Linked DNA regions of Sus scrofa: region 1 is linked to region 2. A link is a contact called in public Hi-C data. All regions are on one chromosome and are shown on one strand. The core of a region is the stretch at or near the end of the contact, and the rest is flanking DNA. Distances in the headings are between cores, read along the strand shown.

The links. A called contact is a pair of places that touch in the nucleus more often than the background predicts.
Region 1: a contact with region 2 is called in a Hi-C map of retroperitoneal adipose tissue, with 2.1 times the contacts expected there. A contact is called at or near these places in 1 of 5 promoter capture datasets (fetal liver), 14 of 47 Hi-C or Micro-C datasets (embryonic fibroblasts, epiblast stem cells, fetal heart ventricle and 8 more) and 1 of 2 datasets of targeted methods (skeletal muscle).

The regions. Positions count from the first base shown.
Region 1 is chr4:110,173,860-110,181,354 of Sscrofa11.1, forward strand. It overlaps a transcript of CSF1 not described here. Among named protein-coding and RNA genes, the nearest start is that of CSF1, 20 kb to the right of the region's middle.
Region 2 is chr4:110,134,995-110,142,811 of Sscrofa11.1, forward strand. No RefSeq gene overlaps it. Among named protein-coding and RNA genes, the nearest start is that of AHCYL1, 6.1 kb to the left of the region's middle.

The DNA.
Region 1 (7,495 bases), core at 3,037-5,536, 38 kb after region 2:
TTCTTTCCCCTGTGTATGAGACATGCTGTTGTATTTTTAAATACCTTGTAATCTTTTTGTTGTTAAAACTAGACATTTAAAATGACATAATGCAGCAACTCTGGAAATCTGATTTCTACTCCTTCCCCAGGGTGCTGTTGTTGCTGCTGCTATAGAAAAATACTCTGAATATAATATAGGCTCTGTGCCAAACTGCCTACAAGCCTGAAGCTCTTCTTTGGAAAAGTAGACTGTCAGAGTGGCTTCTTGCCTATGGACATGGAGCTCCTTTCAGGAGAACCATTACAGATTGAGCTTCCTGATCATGATGCCTCTTTGAGGCTCTCCCAGACCTCATGGGCAGTGGGAGAGTTCTGTGCCGTCCACTCCTTAGCCTTTGGCCTATCTTCCCAGAATATTGCATGTGAGATGTCACATTTGGTGATCCTGATCTAGCCTTGCTCACGCAATCCTGGCCAATCCAAGAAGGTCACATCAGGCAAAATAAAAATGATGCCAAAGCCTATTACCAGCTGGAATGATCCGTGCCTAGATGTCATCTGGGTCAGTAATTAACCAGGGGCCTGGGAGATGCCCAAAAGGTGGGCAGGGAGAAATCATATGGGCTTCAAAGGGTCCAAGCTAAAGGAGGCCAGTAGGAGGGCTGGCAGTCGAGAAGGGCCTTTCCCAGAGGCTCAGGCGGTGGGCATGTTGCCCAGGAGGGGCCTTCCTCCTCTCCTGGTGGACTTAGGGTTAGGAACAGGGCCAAGAGAATACAAGTCTGTCATAGGCACACCCGCTACCCAATGCCAGATTAAACAGCCCTTCTGAGGGGAAGAAGGCGGAGGATGCTCAGGCCCCGGGACTTTCAGCCCCTGCCAGGCTGGCATAAGCTGTCCATGTGTGCAACAGGCATCTCTTAAATGCCTATAGGGTGTGATGTGCCAAGAGCATGGGCTTTGAAAACACCCATACCTGGGTTCAAATCCAGACTCTGCCACTTACCAGCTGCTATGAACTGGCCATGTTTTAAGTTTCTCTAAGAAAATAAAAGAGGATATTAGCACCTAGCTCATGGGGCTGTTGTAGGAATGAATATCGCATTTTTGTCGAGTGCCCCATAAACACCAGGTAGTCGGTCAATGAAAACTGCTCAGTTCCGTTGGCAGCACTGGATACGGGGGAGGAATAACCCATGCCCCACCGCTTGAAACCTCCCATGGCTTCCTCTGCCTTAGTCACCCGCAAGGCCTGTGAGGCCCTGCACCCTGGGTCAGGCTCCCTATTAGAAGCTCTCACCGTGCCTGTATCTTCCTACCTGTATTTACAGTTTATGATTAGATACTTATTTGTGTGGTTGAATAATACCTGTTTCCCCCACTGGCTCTTCTGCTCACACTTCTGTGCTCAGTGTCTAGCAATGGTGTGGAAATGAGTGAATGGAAGAGAATGAGGCTCCAGCCTTCCCAGACTTCACTAGGTGCACATGTACAGAGGCTGGGGTGGGGGTCCAGGACCTCAGGGCAGTGAGGGGGCTGGTGAGCCCGAGTGGCTGGAGTGGAACATGGCGTTCTCACCCAGCTGTCCTCCAGAAATTCACCCAGCAGCTCCCCGGACCCAGCCTCCTCCACTTCCCAGTTCATAACCTCTTCTGCCCCAAAGCCACCTAGTCTCAGATCTGTGCCCATGTGGACTCTCCCCCGGGCCATGGGGGTCAACCTCTGGGCTTTCCTGTGGTCCCAGACCAAGGATGGGGCCACAGCCACCACAACCCCTGCAGGGCTTTGGGAGCAAGCCTATCTGTGCTTCCTCACTTCACCCATCTGTGCTTCCTCACTTCACCCATCTGTGCTTCCTCACTTCACCGAGGGGCTTTCCAGGCTGGTATGGTCCACCTTGCCCCCTTGGCAGTCCCAGCATCCAGGGCAGCAGAGCCTGGTCACCCCCAGAAACTGGCCTGAGAAACTGGGGACAACAGTGTGCTGCCATGGTAGAGGGTGCCTCCCCTGGGGCTGGAGGGTCTTGCCGGGAAGTGAGGGCTGTCTCCCTAGGGCTGCCTGGCAGCTGACCTGGGTCTCAGGCTGTCCAGTCACTGCCCACCCCCTAATGACTTATTCAGGGGGTCATCGGACATCACCCAGGCTCTGCCCAGACCCCGGTGTTCCCCCCACCCCGCACTCCCAACCCCTTCCTTGCCATGGCTGGCAGTCTGCGTGAGGTTAACCTCAGGCTTCTTCCTGGTTGCCTCTGATTCACTTCCCTGACTCTGGCCGGATAATGGTTTGGGGTTTGGCTGGGCCCTTCTGCTTTCATACTTGAAGCCAGAGTTCCTGACCCTGCCTGCTAACCGGCACCGCTGCATCCCAGGGCCACTTTCCCCTCGGTCTCCTACCTCCCCCCTCCCTCCAGCCCCAAATCCTTGAGCTACAAGGTATCTGAAGCCTCATCCTGGCAGGAAGCACCCAGCTCTACCACCTTCTGCCAGCACAGCCAGGCCCTGGCTGCATCCTGGGTCCCCAGTGCCTGCCCAGAGGGGAGCCGTGTTTGGCCTGGGAAACCATGGGACCAGCTGGCAGGGGCAGCACCAGGACACACTTTCTTTGGGAGCAGCCTTTAGAATCCACAAGGTGCTTTTGGACACAGAGTGTCCCCATATTTGAACCTCAGACCATGTATGCCTGGCTCGTTTTGTTAAACCAGTTCTAAAGATGGAGGGGGGGGGGTCAGAGGGATGAAATACTTGTCCAAGTTCACACAGTTAGGCAGTAAGAGATCCAAGTCAGTGGCCTAAGTTCTCTGGCTGTAAATCCAATGTGGATATTGTTCCACCGATGCGGCACTGCTGAAACAGCACTTGCAGCACGCGAAGCTGAGCTTCTCCAGCCCTTCTCTCTGGATACCTTGGGGGCCTCTGGAAAGGCAGGTGAGCACCAGGGGTGTTTGTTTTGCCAATCCTTGCTTAACGGCCTTCAAATGTACATTCCACCCACAGCCCAGTGATCTCTTAGGGTGCTAACCTAGCCTCATCTCATCAGAAGCTTGGGAAACCTGCTGAAAATACCGCCTCTGCCTGGCTAGTGAATCGTAGTTATTAGATATACAGTCCATTGGCTAATTAATGCCAGGAGAGTCCCTAGAAAAGGCTACCATTAAATCTGGTCAGAATTTTCCTTACTCTTGCCTTTGTTCATGCATTCAGTACTAACCTTTTGATGCACATTTATTGAGTGCCTACTGTGTGCCAGATACTCTGATGCAGCACAGTTCCTGCCATAGTCCATGGCCTGGTGGGACAGACAAATAAACAAGCTCTCAGTCTGTGGGAGCACAGGCGTGGAAGGAACTGAGCCACAATGGGGCTCTGGGGCCTAGGTAAAGCTCGGAAGACTTCTCAGGGGAGGGGACTTTTCAGCTGGGACTCAAATGAAAAACTACAAAGTTTCTTAGAAAATATTTTCCGAGGAGCTTGTAATAGAAAGGGAAGAGCTGGCTTAAGAGAAATGATGAGGGACAGGGAGGTCGTGGGGGGTTCAGGGCACAGAGACGGGTGACTGAGATATTTGGGTCCTTCGTTCCTGGCGAGTTTGCTTGGTGCCCTTTCTGACTCTATAACCTTGGTCCCCTAAGTCCAAGCAGCGCTGTCTCATATGATGTCAGAGATGCTATAGATGTTCTGCTTCTGTGTTAGCAGCGTGGCAGCCACATGTGACTATTGGGCTTTGAAGTGTGCCTAGGACTACTGGCAAAGGAATGGAATGTTTACTTTTATTTCAATTTAATGAATTTAAACCTACGTAACCACCATATCAGACAGTGCAGCTCCATGTGCATTTCACCCTGGATCCCATTTGAATCACTTGATATGTCTTAGAAATCTTCTGATGTCTCATGTGTGAACCTCACCCCTGAGACTCATTTGTTGATCTTGGGTGGGCCTTGGATACCAGTATTTTTGGAAACAATCCAAGTGATTTTCTGGTAGCCAGTTTTGAGAACCACTGGTTCAAAACTTTGTCCAGCGCACTCTTAGCGATAGGGAGGCCCCTCTTGTCACAGTCTGGCCCAGGGTGTGTGTTGGGGCTGTGCTGGCCCTGCAGTCATGCTGGCCCTTTCCAACACCCTTCTGACCCGGGAAGTCTGCATTCTCAGTCTTCTCTCCACTCCGAGAAGGAAGATCAGGGCTTGAGACCCGCCTCACAGAGCCTGCTGGCTCTCTTCCCACCCCGGTTCCCAGCCCAGAGACAGTGCTCTGTCACCTCCGAGCCCGCTAGGACCTGGACGGCAGGGGTCAGTGCTCAAGGAGCTGCATCCTCACAGGCCCCCTGGACCCTTGGACGGAGCCCAACCAGCCGTTTTCCTGGGCTGGCCAGACTGCACTGCAGCGGGGCCCAGGCCAGGCCTGAGGATTGGCTGCTTTCTGTCCGTTTTCCTATGAAGCAGATAGATGGATGCATGTGTTCAGGACACTGATAATGCAGGAGGTTTTCGTAACAAGACTGGAACTTGGAGAGAACCCTCCTTTGCCCCATTATCTTGAAAAAAGCTTTCGGAGCTGGGGCTTAGCCAGCAGCTACCGGCCACTCCCCATTTTGGCCACTTGCATCCCCAAAACAACTTTTCCCATGACTCACACATAGCAGCTTGTGCACTTCTTTTATTATTAAATATATAAGCAGCTTCCTATTTTTTTAAATAGATATTTAAATGACTTCATATAAAATAATTCACCACTTCCAAGTATAAAAACAAAAATCTCACAGTGTGTGAGCCAATGTTCCCTCTCGGCTTTCTCAGAGAAAAGAAGGTTCCTGTGCAGGTAGCTGGGGAGACACCCAGAGGGGGGCTAGGAGCCCTCCCACTCCTGTGCCCCAAGAGCCCTCAAAGAGCTTCTGCGATGGGTTGGATTTGCTTTCTTGACTTTCAAAATACTATATGTTTAAGGAGGGGAGTGAGGGAGGAATGCCTTTTTTCTGTGTTGTTTTTTCCTTCCACGTTTTTAAATAGATATTTTTTTAGTATCAAATATAGAGTCTGTGACTAGCAAAAGGACCCCGACAGGGAAAGTTCTCCAATGCCCTTGCCTTTGCTGACAGCAACAGGGCAGGGGAGGCAGGGACCAGTGGGCCTTCACTTTCAAGGGCAGGAAGGGCCCTGGTGCAACGGCCAAGTAGGGCAGGGTCTCTCAGTGGAGGGCCCAGGGCAGCAGGAGAGGAGGGATCCAGAAGCACAAAGGGACCAAGGCCAATCGACAGCCCTGTCACCTGCTGTCTGGATCTCAGAGCTGCAGCCGTGGGCTCCCAGGAAGCTGAGGCCCTCAAGGCAGACTTGGAGGCGGGTGCCAGGGCCCTCCGAGTCCCTCTCCCACCCTGGCTTGCCTGGGCAGAGAGACGGTGCTGGTGAGGGGTGGGGCGGGAGCTGGAGGGTGTCGCTGCCTACCGGCCCCCTAACAAGGGACGACCCGCTCAGCCCAGGTGCCTATCGGCAGCAGTCTTGGAGCCGTGGTTGGGGTTGCAGCAAGAGACTGGGCTGGGGGGGTCAGGGGTGCAGACCTCTGCCCCCATCTCGGGAGCGGGCCCATCCTTTCAAAGGCCCACTTGCAGTCAGAGTGCAGCCTGTAGCCTCTCTGTGTGTGTCCCTGCTCTCCTTTTCTCCCCCTCCCACTAGTCACTTCCCTCTCGGGAATGTCAAAGTGCAAGATGCAGAAACCTGGGCGGACAACGCAGCCTAAAGACCGGCTCCGGCTGGCGGCCCGGGCGGTGCTCCCACCCCGATCCACCCCAGGGAGACAGAGCGGGGTCAGCAGAAGGTCAGGGCTCAGGGGCTCCCTCAGTCGACAGGTGAGGCCGGCTCGGGCACTCAGTGCAGGAAGCTGGGGAGAGGCTGGAGAGGTGGGAGGACGGGGGGGTGGGGGTGTCTGCTCTCTGGGACGGATGGGGCAGGCTGCTCAGCAGGCAGGTTCAGTATTCACAGTGCAATGGCTTCCTCCTTGAGGACAGCCTCTGTGCGGCCTCCCGGAGAAGCTCTGGCGGGGCTGGGGCACGGCGGGGCAGAGGCCAGAGCTGGTCTTCTCCTTGGCATCATGGGCTGGGCCAGGCAGGTCCTGAGGGTATGATTGGCCTCCCCTCTCCGCCTGGCCACCAGCAGAGGGCACTCAGGCAAGTGGGGGGCGCAGGCCCCTTGAGGCTGTCAGTGCAGAGCAGCAGGCCCAGAGGCCTTCTCTTCCCATCTTCTGGGCTACACACCTTACAGGAAATCCAGCGACGCTGTCCCGCCCTGTGAGTCTCACGCTTCTCTCTCTGGAGACACGTCCCTGCTTGTCGCTGTTAGGATCCCTTGGCACCAGGCAGTTCCTCTGGGCACAAGGCCTCTTCCATTCCTCAGCGCCCACCCTGCTCTCCCGCATCCCACGGGCCTCTGGGTCCCGGGCTCAGGTGCCAGCTTGGAGGGGAGCGGGAGGTGGATGCAGCCCTGGAGGGTCCCCAGCCGGGCTTGCCGGCCTTCCCCAAGCAGATGGGAGCCTCAGCAATGTGGGGGCATCCTCCAGCCTCTTTTAGTCAGTCCAGAGTCTGAGGGTCAAGGGCGGAGGGGCCCCAGGCTGGCGGCTCTGGTCTAGTCCTGGCAGGCAGGAGCTCTCCCCAAGGGCAGGCTGTGTTCCCAGGAGAATGGCTGGGGAGGGGTGGTGGTGGACGCCCCCATAAGTCTCCTCGCACGAAGAGTCTGTCCTGCGCGCCCAGCTGCAGGGGAGAGAGAGAGAGGCTGGTCAGCCGAGAGGACTAGAAGGGAGGGGTTGCTGAGGACACGGCGGGGAGGCCGGCATGCCTGTGGGCTGCTGCTGGTGCTGCAGGCAGGACTTCCTTCCCTCCTCTCCCTCGCCCTCCCCACCGCCCCAGACACCGCAAGAACCGGGCAGCTCTCTCTGGCAGCAACCCAAGCCGCTGGACCCACTGGCCTCACCTCCTACCTCCTCCTGGGGAACTGGGGACCACAGGGGGAGGTAATAGGGCCTGGCGGAGGTCTAAGGAGGGCTGGGGGGCACTGCTCAAGAGGAGGGGTCTCACGGAGCGGGAAGGGGGCACTTGAGTGTCCCTAGACGACTCCTCAGGCAAGACCATGGCACGGTCCCGGGTCCAAAAAAAATCAAGAGTGAATCCTGCTGACTCTAGCAGAGAAGACAAGGTTCTTGCTCCCACCTCCACGCATTCAGCACAGAGGGCCAGCACACATGACATTCAAGAGAGCAGGGCAGAGGTATCTGCAGGGGAGGAACTGGAGACAGCTGCAGACGAGGAAACGCCCACCCTGCCATTTGGCGTGCTCGCCCCAAGCAAGCCACCCTTCCTTCCGGAGGCGCCCAGGGACTTGCCTCCTCGCATCATCCACAGGGGTCAGGCCCTGCTCTCTCCAGCCCCTCCCCCTCCTTGTCCCCTTGTCCAGCCTCCTCAGAACGCTTTGTTCTCAGAGCAGAAATCCCCTGGATTCTCTCCAACAGTTTGACTTTGGACCCCATGTGGAGCCT
Region 2 (7,817 bases), core at 3,972-6,471:
GCTTCCTCTCTGCCCAGCCGAATGAGTATTCAAATCTTCCCAGGGTGTTTTTCCTCTATTCTCCCATCCAACCTTCTTATATCCAGAAACCTACCCACCAGGTCAACTCTTTCAAGAAAGAAGGTGTGATTTGTAGCAACGTTTCCCCCCACTGGTTTATATTCAAGGTTAGGAAGAGTGTGAAATCCTTGCTTCTGGGGCCCCAGAAGTCGTAGTCAGAGAAACCCATGTTCCAACCCCACAAGGCTGTCTGTTTGAAGTAGGCTGTGCAAGTGCCTGGAAGGATGCATTTCTGTGGATCTTCATCTCACACTGTTAGGGTCCTCTCATCTGCTCACTCTTTCAAGCCCCTCAACTTCCCTCTCAGAGGTATTCCTGTAGCAGGAAGGATGAACAGATGGGGGGACAGAACACCAGATTTATCTGTAAGGGTGCCAGATTCCCACTTTTCTTCTTCTCTCCTGGCTGGGCCAAGAGCTACACCTGCCCACCCAGGACTCTTTGGACCCACGGCCTGAAGTAGCTTTCCTCCTGTGGGTTTGCCCAAACTGTTGTCAGAGTCCAGGGATCAGAGCTGCCTGCTTAGAGAACAGAGGCAGAGCCAGTTGGAACAGAGGTGAAAATTCCACATCCCCTGAATAGGAAAACATGTGACTTAGGTTAGCGTATTTGAAAAAAAGAGAGAGAAGGAGTTCCCGCTGTGGCACAGCGGGTTAAGAATCCGACTAGTGTCTGTGAGGATGTGGGTTTGATCCCTGACATGGCTCAGATCTGGTATGGCTGTGGCTGTGGCTGTGGCCAGCAGCTGCAGCTCCCGTTCAACCCTTACCTAGCCTGGGAACTTCCATATGCCGCAGGTGTGGTCCAAATAAAAAAAAGGTGGGGTGGGGTGTGTGGGGGGGAAGCACAGGTATTTCTGGCTTTGGCTTTGGCTTTGAATTTTAAAACTCCCGTTGTCTGAGAACTTTTTCTCAGCCCCCTGGCTCTGCCGTGAGACTGCTAGGGACTGGAGTTCAGCCTCTCTTTTATTCCCCCCAAACCAGAGTGACAGGTTTTCCCTAACACTAGGCTCACGGAATTGCCTGCTGCTGCCGCCACGCCACCGAGGACAGTGACCACAGGGCCAGGCCTAGAGGAAGCAGAACCCCTGAGGACTGAGCCGAAAGGAGATCAGCAGGTATGACTTCACTTACCTGAGTAAGTAAGGTACTTACTTGGCCAGATTGGAGGCTGGGGAGCCTGACCTGGGGAGGGAGGCACTCCCCGTCCTGGTGGAAGGTGTCCTGGTGGCAGCAGGCCTAGACGGTTAAGGTCAGGCCGGAGCCCAGGGCATTCCTGGAATCCAGCCTGCTGCCCTGCCGAGGACATGGGTGACTGCCATCGTACCCGCCTTGTGTGGCTGGAGATCAAAGCGCTCAGCCACTCAGAGAGGGGGACAACATACCGTGGGTGAGAACCACTGCACAGTCCCCCCGCCCCCACTCCTAGATGGCCCCACACGGCCCAGCTACAGGCGTGACCTCTCACGGATGAAAGAAATGACCTTCCCACCCACGCCAGGTCTGGCTGGCCCAGGTCTGGCTCCTGCCCCCACCCCACCCCCACCTATCTGAGCTGAGCCTCTTCGCTAAGTCAGGTGGTGAGTCAGGACTCGCTCCCCTGCAGGGCGCCATACGTACGCAGATGGGAGACGCAACCCAGAGCCCAGGTTAGAGACGAGTGGGGACCCAAGGACAGGTGAACCTCTTGTGTGTGCTGGGGGGAGGTCTCCAAAGGGCTTCGAGACCAGAGGGGACCTCATTCTAGAGAGGAGTAGCTGAGAAGGGAGAGGAGATGCTGTCAGCAGGAATGTAGTAGCACCAAGGTACCATATGTGGGCTGGGGCTGGTCAAATTCACCCTTTTGTCCACCCCAAACTTACCCTCCATGTGCATTCATTTTTTAAAAAATTCCTGAAGTATACAGCAAATGATGATGATGTGCTTGGAACAGCACTAGGTGTTGGCACTACAGGGTCAAGTGAAGATCCTGGCCTGGGAGTGAAGCTGGGGCGGAGCTAGGGGTGCGCAGGAAAGGCTTCCCCAGAGAAGATGCTGCTGTAGCTGACTCTCCACAGATAAGCAACTGGCCGAAGCAGGGACGGGATCCCGGGCAGAAGGAATAGCCTGAGAAAAGGCAGGGCAGTGCAACAGCCTGGCACATTACGGGAACAGATTTCAGTGTGGGTGGGGCATGGGTGCAAAGCTGGGTGGAGTGAGAGCCGCAGCCGGAGCCAGATCCCATGGAGCCTGGTGAGCCCTGGGTGAGGGGTGGTGATGCCCCTGGGGATGGTGAGCACGAGGAGGAGAAGTAGGTTGGGTGGAGGGTCTGCCGAGATAAGGAGTGAACTTGACACAGGTTGTGTTTGATGTGTCGCTGTAGCGCACTGTCCCAGAGGTTCAGGGGAGCCTAGGAAGGAGCCTTTCACCCTTTCAGAGCAAGGCTGTGCTCTCTCCAGAGCCCCTTCACCTCCATGGTCCAGGCTCCGCTTTCGCATCTTCTTTCCGTCCCAGAGCTACCATGTTGCACAACCTTGGGAGGCACCATTGACAAAGTAATTGATGCGAAAAAGGCTGCCCCGAAACAGGACACCAGATGGCTAACCTGCTCTGCTGGCCCCGAGGGACTCCCAGCAGCACCTCTGTGGCTCTGGGCATTGTCACCCCAGGCTCACGGCTCCTGCTTCCCACACCTCCCGACTCCCCACTCCCAGCCTCTTTCCCTCCCCTCTCTGTAGTCCCAGCCCGGTCTGGAAGAGTCTCCCAACGGCCAAGAGCCCAGAAAGACTCCTCTTTCTCTGCTTATTATGATCATGTTTATTTTGTTACTATTTATTATTACCTTGAACATAATCTTTAGAGGCAGGAAAAACTCGTGAAGCTCTCTTTCGTCTCTTTAAGTTCCCTTGCAGTTCTTCTCCGTGTGCAGAAGCTCACTTTTGCATACCTGTCATCGGTATGTACATGTCTTTTTGTGACATGCTTTGGTCCAATTGCTTATTTCAAAAACACATTACCACATACAGAGATGGTTTACATACTTGTCATTGTCAGCACTTCCCAAGGGTTCTCTTGTGTTGCCATAGGAGTTTGCTTAACCATTTCCCTATTGTTCTTTGAGCTGTTTCCAACTCAGTGCAGTGTAAACAGTGTGTGTCCTGGTAGGAATTAGAGTGGGAATGGCTTTCAAGCAAAACGGACAAGCTTGGATCACAGCACCCGGTCCTGCTGGAAAGAAGGAGCAAAAATGTTAAGCCGTGGGGTCACTTGTCCTGGCTGGAAACAGAGCCCTGGGAAGGCACATTTTGGCCGTAAGGGCATGTGAGGTCTGGTGCCTGGAACTCACGATGGCTGACTCATGGGGAGGCTGCATGGTGGGCAGGGGAGCTGGGCATCTGGACGGAGGGAAATGTGGCCTCACGTCTAGGCTCTACTACCACCTTGGCTGCTGGGATCCTGGGTTTTGCTGGACCTCTGTTTCCTCATGCAAAACAGAGTGATAGCTCTCTATCTGGGGCTGTGACGATCCAGTCCAACAAAATAATAAATATAAAAGAGCTTTGAACAAGTTGCAAGTATTGTGCAAATGTGAATTGCTAAGATGCGGATCCAGGCTAAAAATCTGGAGGCGAAAGGAGTTATTGTTGAAAATTTGGAACTGGCCCCGTGCCCTGCTTCCCAGAAGGACAAGAATAAGCAGAAACCTGCTTGCTACAGAAAGGGATGGTCATTGCTGGTCCCGAGTACTTGTTTACCCTGGGACTGTACTTCCTTGCAAAGGGGGACTGGACCTGCCCCAGCCCTGAGCAGCTGCCACTTCCCTGGCCCTGCCTGGCCCGGGGTCTGGCTACTGTGTGTCTAGCAGCCCCTCAAAATGTCCTCAAATGCTTTTTTCTGAGTTGGACCAGAGAGCCTGATATATCTTTCTTCCATTTCCAAAGCTGCGGCCCGTAAAATTAAGGCCGAGGAGCCGTCCAGAAAGCATAAACAATGTTCAAGGAATCTGTTCTGATGATTCTTGTGCTACTTTGTGTACTTTTCTGCATCTGTGTTTGTGTGTATGTTTGTTGTGAAGAGTTTACCGAAAAAGCAGGCCCCAGAAATTGTGAAACCAGCTTTGGCTTTCAGCCTGTGCCCATCCCTCTGCTAGTTAGTTATTTATTGAGCATTGGCTCTGCTAGGTGCCAGAGACCCAAAGGCAACGAGGCAGATACAGTTCCTGTCCTCATGGAACTTACAGTCAATAGCAGGCCTTTGTCACAAAGGCCAATACCTTCTCAGAGAGGGACCCTCCTTACTCTCTCCATGTACCCCACCCTGGCAGAGTCCTTCCTAGAGGTAAAGTCATACGCTCCCTACCCGGAGACAGTGCTAGACCCCAGGGAGGGGACAAGGACAGCCATCCATCCCAGAATTCAGACTGACTTACCAACCCTTGGAGTTGCTCTGAGTCTCTTAAAAATTTTTTTAAAATTAAAGTAGAGTTGATTTACAGTGTTCCTTCAATTTCGCTGTACAGCAAAGTGACCCAATCATGCAGAGGTATATATATATTCTTTTTTTTTCATACTATCTTCCGTCTATGTCCCGAGAGAATGGATACAGTTCCCTGTGCTGTACAGCAGGACCCCATTGCCCATCCATTCTAGATGTAATAGTTTGCATCCACCAACCCCAAACTCCCCGTCCACCCCACTCCCTCCCCCCTCCCTGCCCAAAGTCTTTTAGAAGCTTCTGGAATACAGTCTCCCTGGCAGATATCCTGTCCCAGGTATAATGGAGAGTGGGCTGGTGAGGTGGAGGTGCCAGTTTGCCGAGGTCAGGTGCTGCATTGCCTATCTGTGCCTCTTACAGGTATAGCCTCTCCACCCCCTGCCTGCCACCTGCACCTAGGACTAGAAACTGTCCTGGAATTGGCAAAGACAGATTGGTCAGCCCAGTTAGATACCCTGGTGGGGGCTAGTAGAGGCATTTGCCTTGATTGGAAAGGCACTCAGGCTGAATGGAGCGGGACAGGCGGAAGCTGCAATTTCTCAAACCTCAGGTGGCCAGGGTCTTGCCCCCTTCACCCCAAAGGCCCTGACCTGTGGCTGGTTTGTTAGCACTGGAGGAGAGAGTGGTCAGCTGTTGGTTGTGTGGAGGCTGCTGCTGGGTGGGAACCCGCCTTCCTCACCCTCTCTGGTGTGCAGGGCGGGCCCCATTGCATCACCCTTGGAGCCTCTGCTCCTGGCTTTGCAGCCAGCTGGGCCCCTGGAGGAGAGACTCTCCCTGTTTTTCAGCAAACCATTAACCATTTCATCCTCCTAGGCCTCCCTACAGAAGACCTGGGTTCCTAAGGCCACCCCTCGTGCCCATCTGTCTGGACCTTAAAAACCTCCTTCTGTGTCACGACACATAGGTGTTCTGCCTGGGCAGCGTTCTGAGGGTTGCACCTTCCACCTTGGGCTGTGCAAGCCTGGCCTCTTTCCCAGGAAAAGAGTTAAGCTCCCTCCTCCCCACCCTCAGCATTTGTCCCATTCTGTAGCGGTGAGGAAAGACTTCTCAGCCTATCATGAGCTCATGCCACCTCCACACTCCAAACAGAGTCAGACAAAGGGTCAACACAACATTTAGACCTCGAGCAAGAGTGGGGTCCAAGCCAGGATCCAGGAGCTTGGACACTGGCCTCACTCCACAGGCCCTCTGACCATTTCCTACAGACGTGCTCGGGCCCCGCCCTCTTGACGGGCCCAGGGAAGGCGTGGGGGGGAGCGGGGGGTCCTCAGCTACCCCTCGGGTCTGATGGAGGAGGGTCCCAAGTGCACAGTGTTTCCTTGCTCCTGTAGGGGCCGGGCTGAGCGAGGAGGCTGGGGTGGGGGTGGGGACAGGAGGAGTGAAGAAAGGCCCTTCCATGAAGGCCCAGGCCGCATTCCTGCTCAGGACTTTTATCTCCTGGCCCCAGCATTCCCTTCATTGCCCCACCCATTCCAGGGCCTGAAATAGCCTGAAACTCCATCCAAGCCTAGGCCCAAATCCCAATTTTAGTCCCTTAAACATTTGGCTACACCATAACTTGCAGCCTCCTGGGCTGGGTCCTGTAGGGGATGTGGAGATGAATGAGGTCCAGCCTCTGCCTCCAAGAAGCTTGTAAAACACACCCCGTGGCTGTAGTTGAAGGCACAGGATGTCTGTGGAGGAAGAAAGCAAGGTGGCTTCCTGTGGAAGGAGTGGGAGCAGCCTTGCAGAGGAGAGGTAGTTGTTGTCATTAAATCTCAAAGGACGAGTAGGATTTCAGTAGGCAGAAACGAAGAGCACTCATTCTCGAGGGAAGGAGCAGTGAGAATGAAACTATGGAGGTGTGCACCTTAGAGTATGTTCGTGGACATGGCCCGATGTCTGGTTTGACTGGAGCACGTGGGAGAATATTGAGTTGCTTATGGCTTCCACGTGTGCGTCATTTAATTTGCCAGTGAGTGTGTCTAGCCTTCCCAAGAGGCAAAGACCTATTGGTTCATAGAACTGTATAGGCCAGAAAATAAAGAGTGAAGACATTTGCTCGGAGCTATACAGCGCATTAGTGGTGGAGAAAGGACTAGAACCAGTTTCCCCCATCCTCATCTGTCTTGGCTCAATTCAGGTCCCGTCCAAGGAGCTTAATCCATGAGCTGACTGACCCAGCAAGCTTGCCACTCGTTAGGGGCTCAAGAAGCCATTTGAAATGAACAGCCACCAATCAAGGGTGAACATAGAGATTTAGCTACATGTGTGTTCCTCGCGGTGTTGCATGTAAGTGAGGAATGAATAGCCCCTTGACACTTGATGGGAACGCAAAGCTAATTTTCTTTATTTTATTTTTTTAAGGGTTGATAATTTTATTGGCATCGATTTGCCACTAACAGTAACTTTAGCATGTTTGGAAGCATTTTCAACATCCATAGGGCATCTCATGAACATTTCTAGTTGTAATTCAAAACTCTGCATTCGCTCCCCAAATTCTCTTTTACATAGTACTTATCAAATAAGCAGGAGTTTCGTTTGTTCAGGTTCTCTGTTTAGCACATGATATTAGGTATCCCTTACTTGAAAAAACTTGAAAAAATTCTTTTCATTCTAAAATGCAACTGAATGAATTCGTCTGGATTCGCCCAACACCACAGCACTTCCCTGACAGATGCTTTTGTGGCCCAGGCCACACACATGCCCCTTTCTGCCCCAGATGAGCAGGAAAGGCGGCAGTGTCCCCGCCACATTCTGCTCCAGGACTTTAGCGTCGGCATCTCTCCAGGCCATAATCTCTGGGCCTTGCTCTTGTTTTGCACCTTCTTGAAACTTCCTAATCCCGTAATGTCTGTGGAAAGCACTGCATTATCCTCATCAATCCATAGGGATTTTCCAGGTCTTCCTATTATTATTTTCATCTCTCTCACATCTGTTCTCCCACTGTACTGCTGAATGGCTGGTTTTGGAGGGTCTCCTGGAGAGGTGGGCAGGGGGATGGGGGCAGGGGGTACGGACTGTGGCTCACTCTGGGGACATAAAAGCTGGTGGCAGACACATCAGGGATATTCATCCACACAAACTCTCAAAAGGCCCATGCTCTTTATTTTTCCAAGTTTATGTAATCTGGTCCCAAGCCCCATTGACAGTGGGAGAGAAGTTTGGTATTATTAGGGCTTCCTCTCTTGGCTCATTGGGTTTTACATAAAAACAAAACAGGAGTTCCTGTTGTGGCTCAGCAGGTTACGAACCCCATTAGTATCCATCAGGATTCGGGTTCAATCCCTGGCCTCGCTCAATGGG